Regions from separate parts of the Capsicum annuum genome. Here region 1 is linked to region 2. Evidence: chromatin contacts called from public Hi-C data. All regions are on one chromosome and are shown on one strand. Each heading gives the region's core, a stretch centred on a gene start, on an enhancer-like site or on the middle of the called end of the contact. The rest is flanking DNA. Distances are from core to core; before and after follow the strand shown.

What was found. A called contact is a pair of places that touch in the nucleus more often than the background predicts.
Region 1: a contact with region 2 is called in a Hi-C map of leaf, with 1.9 times the contacts expected there. The contact joins the promoter of LOC107859155 here to the enhancer-like site in region 2. A contact is called at or near these places in 2 of 5 Hi-C or Micro-C datasets (leaf and placenta).

What each region holds. Positions count from the first base shown.
Region 1 is chr2:121,385,829-121,391,474 of UCD10Xv1.1, reverse strand. LOC107859155 (SH3 domain-containing protein 3) reads right to left here and starts at 1,796. Exons shown (of 10, transcript XM_016704073.2): 1 at 1,541-1,796; 2 at 101-223. The coding sequence starts at 1,600.
Region 2 is chr2:121,275,378-121,281,314 of UCD10Xv1.1, reverse strand. It overlaps LOC107859147 (phytochrome E), which reads right to left. Exons shown (of 3, transcript XM_047406772.1): 1 at 5,869-5,937; 2 at 3,986-4,279; 3 at 3,068-3,665. The coding sequence ends at 3,419. LOC107859148 (protein MEI2-like 5) reads left to right here. Exons shown (of 12, transcript XM_016704059.2): 8 at 1-748; 9 at 839-923; 10 at 1,003-1,071; 11 at 1,291-1,470; 12 at 1,897-2,431. The coding sequence ends at 2,025. Among protein-coding and RNA genes, the nearest start is that of LOC107859147, 3.6 kb to the right of the region's middle. Within about 2 kb of position 2,879, at least 2 of the 5 cell types and tissues checked have an H3K27ac peak or open chromatin away from gene starts, as enhancers often do. A contact at or near this core is called in leaf, where this site is marked.

The DNA of each region.
Region 1 (5,646 bases), core at 547-3,046, 110 kb before region 2:
ACTTAGAACGTAAATGACTGAACATCAAACATTATAATACACGAAAAAAAGTTGTAGACAACGAACAGGCTTTATTTACATTATGTGACAGAATCCTTACCCTTTTTTCACGGGTAGACTTATACAACTTGTCCAGTTGATGATGTAATTGCATCTCCATCTCATCAATGACCATAACATCAGAACTTTCATAACCAGTTGCACTGAACTGCTTGATGACTGCCTGAAGTTTACAAATCGAGATAACAAGCAAGTAAGAATCAATCTATGACACTATAAAACTAACACTTACTGTGGAAAGAAACAATTTGTGACATCTCCCAAATGTCGATAACTCAATTGAATTCTTGAGTAAGGTGGGAGATTTCATTATTGCTGCTTCTTTTTTGTTTTTCTTTTTTTAATAGTAAAGTTTCAATGTTAGGATACAGGATATTTTTTCATCCTTTATCTTACAGACAAATGAGGATGTTGGTTACTTGGTTTACAAGGGAGGATGTACCATTTACATCACAGTTTCAGTAGAACCCAGTACCTTCGCTCAAACATTGCAGTTACCTTAAAATATTCATTTACCATGTACAAATTATAACTTTAGAATCCACTAACATCATAGAGCTAGAATCTACAACCCATAAACTTCAAATCATGGATCCACCGGTACTCCTTGTACCATTTTGTATTACCACACCAATTCCAAAGCCCAAAGTGAGTGCATTTTTATTCAGTTATCGAGGTAAACAAAACGATTAGGGAGATTAAAATCCAAAAAAAGCACTTTTTCGCAACACATTCAATTCGACATAAAATCAAAAGACAAAAACTGACAAGCATAGAAATCCATAAAACTAAAAATCTTCCATCGCTCTCTTCTGAACTTCAGTTCATCATTTCCTCGGAAAATGAATTACTCTTGTACAATGAAACACGGCAGCCTGGTGCATTACAGCTCCCTCTATGCGTGAGGTCTAGGGAATCACTGAACCACAAGGTTCTATTGTACGTAGCCTTACCTCGCATTTCTGCAAGAGGCTGTTTCCACACTTTGAACCCGTGACCTCATAATCACATGACAACAACTTTTCCGGTTACTGTTATACAATGATTCTCCATAATTCAAGTATTCATTCACACATCAAACCACGATCGACCACCAAAGTTCCAAACTCATAAGGCTCAAAAGTAAACCGATGTGGTAATAAAGAAAAAAAGACAATGATTCCAATCCAAAATGACTTTGCTAATACACAATTAGCTCTTATCAACCCAAAATTCAAAAAAGCAGTTACTCGGATAGTAACCACCCTCCACTTGTGAGTTCGAGTCACCACGAAACAGATTAAAAAAGGTCAGAGCTCCATTCCCCAAGAAGGGGTTTTTAAAAAAATAAAAATAAAATTTTCCCATTTTAGAGTTCCGCTAAATGAATCAAGAAAAGCATAAAGATTACACCAGAATTTCAAGAATATTCACATTCTATTGTGGCAACCCCAAAGAAGAAAAAGAGTATAATTGGATCAAGAAAAGGATAAAGATGTACCTGTTGCTGTTTAGCGACTTGCTCTCTGAATTTGCTAGCTTGCTTTCTCAAAGCATCCATTGCTGTAAGCTGTAATCTTTGTGATTTCTTGATTTGTTTGTATATTCAATATATCTGATCTGAATAAAGGTTGTATACTACTGCTGCTGCTTCAATGAAAGAAAGCTGCTTTTAGCTTTTAATTACATACCATTTCCTTTTTTCTTTACTCCCCCTTCCTTTTTCCCCATCTACTACACTATAAGTAATTAATAAAAGGACAAAAAAGAATTAAAAAAAATGAGTTTAAATTCAATGTGCTTAAAAAACAAAATATTTCTTTAACGGAAAAAGGATAAATATTTATGATAAATGGTATGTATATATTATTCATCATATTTTGGGTATATATATGCTCCGACCATTGATAAAATGGTGTGTATATGCTCCTCACACTAGTGATATGGGCATATGTGTACCAAAAATATGATGAAAGGTATATATGTATAAATACGTACCATTTATCATGATTTGAGGTATATTTGTTCATTTTTTATTTTAATTTTTTATCTTGGATAATTAACCCAAACCTCGACTCGTATGTTCAGCGAATCCCATTTCAAATCAACTCGACCCAACCTTTATTGTTTGTTTCAAATCCGATACTCCCTTTATTTTTCTCTTAAGCGTGAAATCTAATCAAATTGCAGTGAATGATCGTTGCTGCTAGATGGTGTTTACTAGTTGGAGGAAGTGGAGATTAATCAGGTCGGAGGTGTCCAAAGCTAGGAGTGCGACAATGGTTCATTGATGAGGTGTTTCTAATTCGACGAAGATGTTAGCTATCTGGTGTTGATTGGTGGCGGATATTGTTTTCCCGATGAAATTTTGCTAAAAAATGAAATGTGAGGAGTTCAATTTATTTGATGTTATTCTTGGATGTTATGGGTTAATTTATTTTTTTTAAATGGCAGTAGTGAGTGTTATTGTATTATATGTGCACGTCGTTATAGGGATGGAAAAATACGACTGTTAGATAGGCATCTCTTGAATTATAATTGGGACGGAGTCCAATAGTAAATTTCAGATAATTATTTGAGATAAAAAAGGAAAAAATACTCCCAAACTATGATAAATGGTACGTATATACCTGTCGTCATATTTTGGGTACACATATACCCCTGTCATTAGTGTGAGGGGCATACACGTACTATTTCACTAACGGTAGATGCATATGTGTATTCAAAGTATAACAAATGATATATACGAACCATTAATCATAGTTCAGAGATATTAATATTTTTTTTTCGTTTCTATAATAATGTCCCTGGGAGGGAGACTTGGAATAACTGTTAAAGTTATTATCATGTGACCAGGAGGCTACATGTTCTAGTGGCTCGATCTTTCTCTGAACCCCAAGTGCACCAAATTGTCTTACAATTATGTCATTAAAAAAAATAATTACACAATATATTTGATATTATTAATTAACAAAATCAAATAAATAGTATAACATGTTAAACTAAATTGTTGGTTATTAAAAAGAGCATTCATTACGCTATAAGTATGTATGACTTATTTTTCTTTTAATTTATATGACATTATTTTTATCTAAAATGAGGTTAAAATAATCAACGCCACAACTATTACTCGCAGTCTCAACTAAATTAGAATCAAATACATGCTTACCCGTTGATCATGTAACCTCAATTTAAAATAATAGAGATAATACCCATGAAAATAGCTGAAGTTTGACCGGATTACCAGTTGAGCACACTGAACTTTGCGGGGGGTTCTATTATCCCCTCAGACTTTTTTTTCCGTATTTTAATGGTATATATCTGTCACTTGACACGTTGCGCGTTATTCACGTGCATTGAGCACGTGAACAATGTTAAAAACGTTTTAAACTCTTTTTTTTTTGTCAAACAGCCTCTTAATTTTATAATTATTTAAGTTTTATATTTTTATTTATTTTTCATTCTTCTTCTTTCTTTTCTTCAACAATGGTTGCTCCATCGTTGAATTGAAATTTAATAGAACTCAATGGTTATAATTTAATGGAACTTGCTAATTGAAACTCAATGGATGATTCGAAAGATTCAAATTCGGAAACTCGCTAATTTAATTCCGAGTTTCATTAATAGAAATTGAATCTTCCGAGTTTCATTAATGGAAGATTAAATAGCTTCATACATGAAATTAAATTTCTCGAATCTTCCGAGTTCCATTAATGAATTTTTCGAATCTTTCGAATTCCATTAATGAATTTTCCGAATCTTCCGAGTTCAACAACAACAACAACAACAAACCCAGTGTATTCCCACTTTGTGGGGTCTGGGGGGGGTAAGATGTACGCAGTCCATACCTCTACCTCTGATGAAGTAGAAAGGCTGTTTCCGAAAGACCCCCGGCTCAAGTTACGAGATATCAAACAAACACATAGTACAGCACAGAAGCAGATGACATAACATAGATACTGCAGCCATAAGGAATATAAAACAGAGTAAAGCAGGAATGCAGGAATATAAAGCAGAGGAAAGCACACAGATTCGTAACAAACATAGAACACGGAACACGGAACAGAACATTGAATACGGAATCATACCAGGAATACACCCCCACCAATTACCTCCCTACATTAGCGACCCGAACAGGCCCTAATCCTCTGCCGTAATTCGCGTCTTCCAGACCTTCCTATCTAGGGTCATGTCCTCGGTAAGCTGTAACTGTTCCATGTCCCGCCTAATCACCTCACCCCAGTACTTCTTCGGTCTACCCCTACCCCGTCTAAAACCATCCAACGCTAGCCTCTCACACCTACGGACCGGGGCATCCATGCCCCTCCTCTTCACGTGTCCGAACCATCTCAATCGTGCTTCCCGCATCTTACACTCCACTGAAGTCACCCCAACCTTCTCCCGGATAGTCTCGTTCCGAGCTCTATCCCTTCGGGTCAGTCCACACATCCAGCGCAACATCCGCATTTCTGCCACCTTCATTCTTTGGGTGTGGGAGTTCTTAACTGGCCAACACTCCGCTCCATACAGCAAGGCCGGACGGACTACCACCCTATAGAATTTACCTTTAAGCTTGGGCGGCACCTTCTTATCACACAGCACCCCCGATGCAAGTTTCCACTTCATCCATCCCGCCCCGATACGGTGCGAGACATCCTCGTCAATCTCACCGTTACTCTGGATCACGGACCCGAGGTACTTGAACTTATCCCTTTTCTTTACCTCCTGCGCTTCTAGCCTCACCACTACCTCATTCTCTCGCCTTACGTCATTAAACTTACATTCCACATACTCTGTCTTGGTTCTGCTCACCCTGAACCCTTTAGACTCCAGAGTTTGCCTCCACAGCTCTAATTTGTCGTTCACACCCCCTCGCGTCTCATCTATCAGGACTACATCGTCTGCAAAAAGCATACACCACGGCACCTCCCCTTGGATACGCCGCGTTAACACATCCATTACTAGCGCAAACAAAAAGGGACTAAGAGTAGATCCCTGATGCAATCCTGTCAGGACAGTGAAATGCTCTGAGTCTCCTCCCGCCGTCCTCACCTGGGTTTTCGCTCCCTCATACATATCCTTAATTACTCTGCTATATGCCTGCGGTACTCCACTCACCTCCAAGCATCTCCAAAGCACCTTCCTTTCCGAGTTCCATTAATGGAAATTGAATCTTCCATTGAGTTTTCAATTAGCGAGTTTCATTTAATCTTCCATTAATGGAACTCACTAATTGAATCTTCCGAATTTCAATGGAAAATTAATGGAAGATTCCATTCAATTATTTGAAAAAACTTTCTCCATAAACTCAATGGAATCATTTTGAATATTTAATATGGTTGTAACGGTGAAAAAATATTGATAAGTGATAAAATGGAGAAGAAACGGCGCGTGTACCACACTTTCCACCGAAAAAACTGGGTATACGTTTTGAGGGAGGATTAATTCCACTTTGAAAAAGTCCGGGAAGGAACTAATTCCAATTAAATAGGTATAGGGGGTAATAGGACCCCCGCAAAGTTCAATATGCTCCACTAAAAAATTGATTAAACTTCAGGTATTTTCGTGGGTATTATCCCAAAATAATATCATATCGTATTATGCAAA
Region 2 (5,937 bases), core at 1,630-4,129:
GTAATGGTTCAAACCATGCTGCTCCCTTCCCTCAGTCTCATTCTTTCCCCGACCCTAATATAAGCCAGTTTGGTGGAACAATGTCCTCTTTTGGTGCTTCAAATACAAATGGTTCTGCTGTTGAAACACTATCAGGACCACAGTTTCTCTGGGGCAGTCCAAAGTTGCATCCTCAACAGAGTAATTCTTCATCCTGGAAAACCCAGTCTTCGACGAATTCTTTTACATTTAGTGGTCAGGGCGACAGGTTTTCCTTGTCAAATCATCAAAAATCTTTCCTCAGTTCATCTCAGCATCATCATCAGCACCTTCACCATGTTGGATCTGCTCCATCTGGTCTTCCCTTTGATAGGCACTTAGGTTTTTACCCAGACTCATCAATCTTGAATACAGGTTTTAGAGGCATGGGTATAGGTCCTCGTGACGGAAGCTTGATGGTTAATTATGGTGCTCGTACTACTTCGAATGCTGGCGTTGCTATTCCAGGGAATATGTCGGACAATGGTTCTCTTGGATTTGGCATGATGTCTTCCCAAAGACTTAGTCCTTTATTCCTAGGTAATGGTCATTTCTCAGGACATGCAGCTTCTGGCTTTGAGGGGCTGACTGAACGCAGTCGCACTCGACGTGTTGACAATAATAGTGGGAACCAGATGGACAACAAGAAGCTGTTTCAACTTGACTTGAATAGGATTAGATCTGGTGAAGATACTCGGACAACTTTGATGATTAAAAATATTCCTAACAAGTAATAGCAACTTCTAAATTCTTGTACCTTGTACCTTGTTATGTATGGATTATTTTAGCATCTGCAACACTTGACATTGTCTTCATCCAGGTACACCTCCAAGATGCTTTTAGCGGCTATTGACGAACAACATAAAGGCACTTTTGATTTTCTATATCTTCCCATTGACTTCAAGGTAATCATATGGTGGTTAGGATTTTGTGGTTTTCTTTTTGTTTCTCAAAAGTCTGATGGAAATTCTTGCATGCGAGCAGAACAAATGCAATGTGGGATATGCATTTATCAACATGTTGTCTCCATCACTCATTATCCCATTTTATGAGGTTTGTTTTTGTTTGTTCTTTTAAACGTATTCTATTACTTTCTTTTCCTAAAGGTGATTGGGCTATGAGCTTGAAGCTATGTCCCTCCTTGTTAGTTCCTGCCTTCCCGGTTATATATATAGATTGCTATGCCTTCTTAATTGTGTCTTCGTTCTATTGTTTTTGCGGTCTTGAACTTTCGAAGCAAAGAGTGTTATGCTGAATGTTCACTCTGTGCAGGCATTTAATGGAAAGAAGTGGGAGAAATTCAATAGTGAGAAAGTGGCTGCTTTGGCTTATGCTCGGATTCAGGGAAAGACGGCCCTTGTAGCCCACTTCCAGAATTCAAGTTTGATGAATGAAGATAAGCGATGTAGGCCAATCCTTTTCCACTCGGAAAGCTCAGAATTGGGGGATCAGGTAATATAGACCATCTTCTTGAGAATTAAACATGCGAAATATAACATTATTACTACTTTTATGTCTCGTTTTATGATTCTAGCAAAGTTTCAAAAGGTTTTAAGTAAAGCTGATAGCATGAAAACAACAACATTCAGTTTGGAGGTAGAGGTTGGCTATAGTGGATGTTGGCTCACTGCAAGCGTTTATAAAATCTTTGATTACTCATCAAAAACAGAGAAAAAAAAAGATTCTGCTTGCTCCCAAGATCTGCTCTGTTTGCTTTCCTGCTTTTAGTTAATGTTGTGTTAAGTCATGTCAGCGAGCTTTGATTTTTTGTTCTTTCAGGCTCTGTGATTGAATATTTTTTTGCTAAGATGATAACATGAAACTGCAACTTTTGCATCAAAACACAATTATAACTTAAAGATGAAAACTTTCCTGCAGATTGTTCAAGAACATCTGTCATCAGGGTGCGTACATATTCAAGTCTCCCAGTCAAACGAGTCAGACTTGGTGGGGTCACAAGGTAGCCCGCCTGAGGAGGATCCAGTTGACAAATTGGAGAAGACCTAGCGTTGGCATTGAAACGTTTTTTTTGCTCGCGGCTTGAAGAGAGTGCAGCTGGCTAGCACAAGTGTCGATATACATTGTGTAGAGTAGCATGATTTGAGGCACAAAAATAGAAGTATGAAGTTCGTTGTACTATAGTGAGTAGGTGTTTTTGGGTAGAAATCTCTATGAGGAAGCGGGTTCGTTCTAACTTATGTGGCATCAAAGCATTTGTAGTTCATGTTGTAATCCTTTGGCAAGTTGAAATAGCATGCAGATGCAAGGTTGTAGTTTTGTAACATTTATTTGGGGGATTGGGGTAAAACTGTAAAGAGAGGGGGGATGCTTGAAAAATGTAAAGTGGGAAGGAAAACTGGCTGTCATTTTGTATCAAGCTTTTGGTATTTATGTGAAACTTTTCTAGAAACTATACCGTAATCTTCTAGAACAGCCGTATGACAAAATTGCTTGGTTCATTTCTACTTTTTATCACGAGAAACTGAAGGGGAGCCTTGACGTAACTAGTAAAGTCGCTGCCATTATTGAAGCGGTGAAAACAACTCTTTACAGAGATGCATTGGACTGCTCTTTTTACCAAGCATTTAACTTGTTCTTTAGTGGAAAACCTATAATTTAGCACTTGACTATAGAACATCAGGTAATGGAATGCTAATACGCATCTCTTTTTTTTTTCACCTTCAACCCCTGTATAGAATAATAATACGACAATTATGTGCTTGTAGATGATTCTTGCAGATTGACTATCCGATAGATTAATCGAGATACGCACGTAAACATATCACTGCTCTTGGAGTTAGAGTCGCCCATTTCATTCTATCTTTTTTGTGCAGTCTCTTGTTTCGAGACAGATGTTGTGGACTATTTTTAGACATTTGAGATTTATTATTACTAGATGCTCTTGTACTAGCTCTACTAGGTCGTGATATGGGACGGAGGGAGAAGTAAAACTTGACGGATCTTTTTCCATTTCCAGCTCTGGATAAGTTACCGGAAAAATAAAAAAAATTATTGGCACCATGTTTAAACACATAGTTCATGCAAGAGGTTTAAAGAAGTTAATCTTGAATGAATGGAACTCTTCTATCCAGCAAAACATCATAATTTTGGAGCATCTTATCTGGAAAGATAGTTTTAGAGCGTTATGATACAAGAAATATACAACTTGCATAACTAACCACATGAAAATACATCCTGTGCTGCTCTGCTGATAGTAGCAGTAATCATGTACAAGGTAGGAGAATCACAATCAACTCCAAGGCTCTAGAAATACCAGATATATTCTCCATTATACAATACCGGAAAAAAAAAAAAAGGGAGACATTTAACCTGAAGTGCAGAGGAAGGCTAAAGGTACTTTGAGATAGCACACTCTACATCAAAATATGGCCCATGTTGTCTAGATTTCTGTTTCTTGAGTTCCTTCTGAACTCGGAACTTGTGTAGATTTCGATGTTTTGAGTTCCACGTCAATTAGGAAATAACATTTGTTTTCCTCTCTGACATAATGGACGTTTCCATTCATAATATTGAGAAGTTTCTGGGAAACATTCAACGCGATTCCTTCTTCTGTTGTCCATCGATTTCTTCCTCCAGACATGGCATCAATTAGAGCAGCAGGTACTCCTTGGCCAGGGTGAGCCATTCTATAAAATAGTGTGTGTTTAATTTTTACAGGAACATTTATCAATAGAAGTCATGACAATCCATACATATAGTTATTGTAAGGTCATACAAGGTGGTTTCGCGGATTATGACAAAGACGTTTTAGTTACAAAGGAAAACTGATTTGAAAGATCAAAAGTGAGTCTTGATAACAGAAAACAAATTCAGATATGTGACTAAAGCACCGTAATATTTCTGCTGATTAGATTAACATTGCCTGAGAGGACAGAGACTGGATAAAATGAGTAAGCTCATGTTCTTATGTGAAAAAACAGCAATAGACAAATAGCACTCAAGTTACCTGAACTGCATATGAATTAATTCCTTTCCATCTTGTACAAGTCTTAAACCAGGTAACACCTTGATTTCCACCCAACCATCCGGAGAAGGTGCATGATGAACTATAGTAAGCAAGAAGTCTGACAGAACACGCTGAAGCTTAATTTGATCACCATATAGAGGAAGGGTTTTGATCTGGTCAGGTATATCACGCAGCAGCTGTAAGTTCTTCTCTTTCAGAAAAATCATTACTTGACTCACAATAGCATCCACAACATTTCCTAGAATGAATTCCTTCATGTTTAGCTCTACTTTGCTGCTAGAACCAGGAGAAAGTAATATGCATTTAGCAGACCTTTTAGCCATAGAGAAATAAAGAATCAAGTATCAACATGCATATATTATGGTAGCTTATTGTTGCACTAGCAAATAGAAAGAGTGTTTACAGTAGATTTTACAGCGAAAACATATCTAGGTGTGTGATATATAATGAGTAGCGACTCATCAGAACGTTTAAATTGCCAATTTTTGGCATTTTTTGTGAAACAAAGAGACAACTGATGATTATGCAATGTGTTTAGGATAGATGAGATCTATTTTTGCGTCCAACCTCAACTAAAAAGGCTTCAGGCTTCAGCATCATTATAAAAGATATAAGCACTACAGGATTACATACTCTAAGCAAACAGGTGCTCCTAATAGAATAGTTCCCATGGCATCTACTACGGCCTGTGCAAACATGATATAAGAGAACTCATGCATATTAATAGATTTTTCATTCAATTTTGTCAGTTCGATTTGGAGTAGTTCTCTTAATCCGATACCTTTGGGACTTCTTTTTCAATTTTATTTTAGCGGAGTGTTTCTACCCAACCTATCTATAAACGTAAAATTGCAGTAATTAGACAGTAGCACCATATCCTAAGTAGAGAATGGGCTGATGTGGTTCCCTCTTTTTTTTATTTTTTTTTGAACTGTGTACTTTACGGACAACACAAACTCATCAATTCACAAGCTAGAAATCTTCTAGTCTCTTTTTAATAAAACCCATTTTCTGATTCCGAATTTGACTTTCAGTGTCACCAAAAGCAGAGAAAAGCTAGCAGAGATCAGCAGCAACAGAGGAGAAAGAAGCTGAAAAAGCACCAGCAGAGAAGAAGCCAAAGGCAGGAAAGAAGTTATGAAAGGAAGAGGTGCAACTGGTGCTGACAACAACAAGAAGAGGGTAAAGAAGAGTGTTGAAACTTACATTGATGAACAGTTTCATCGATGATGTATTTGAGAAGCTTGCTCAGAGCCTTGATGATAGACTAGGTACAATAAGAAACCTACTATTACTTGTAGGGAAATTCATACTGCTGTGAGGCTTGCGTTGTCTAGTGAGTTGGTTACACATGTTGGTTCTGAAGGCAGGCTTTTAATGGATTTGCAGTCTTTTCGGTACTTCTCTCTTTTTTTCTTTGGCGCTCCTGTAAACTAATTGCACTCCTTTGGAAAGCTGTTTCTAGTGAAATTAACAGTTAATGAGTACCAGCTACTCAGGACTGTGATGTAGTGCCCAAATATAGCTCAAAGAACTATCAGTAGGAGGCCACACAAACAGGAAATAAAATTTCTGCAGCCTATTAACCATAAAGTGAATTACTTTATAGTTGAATCTACACAGATTAATGTAAGCCATGATAAGGGAAGAGTTGTAATAGAGGAAAGGAAAGTGGTAACCACTTCTTTGTAACGACTGGATGAACGACCCCATTCAGGTCTTAGAAGAAGGGAAATGATCCTCTCAGATCATCTACGAAATTTCTCTATCATAAAGTGAAATAGGTTGAGGTGGAGCATAAACAAAACATATTACGGAGATAAGAGTAATATTAATCAGGGTTCATACAGAAGAAGCATTACCCGTCCTCTATAGCTCTGAAATCCATGTTGTCAATAACAGACAGGATCTGTTTCTCACAGGCTTCACTT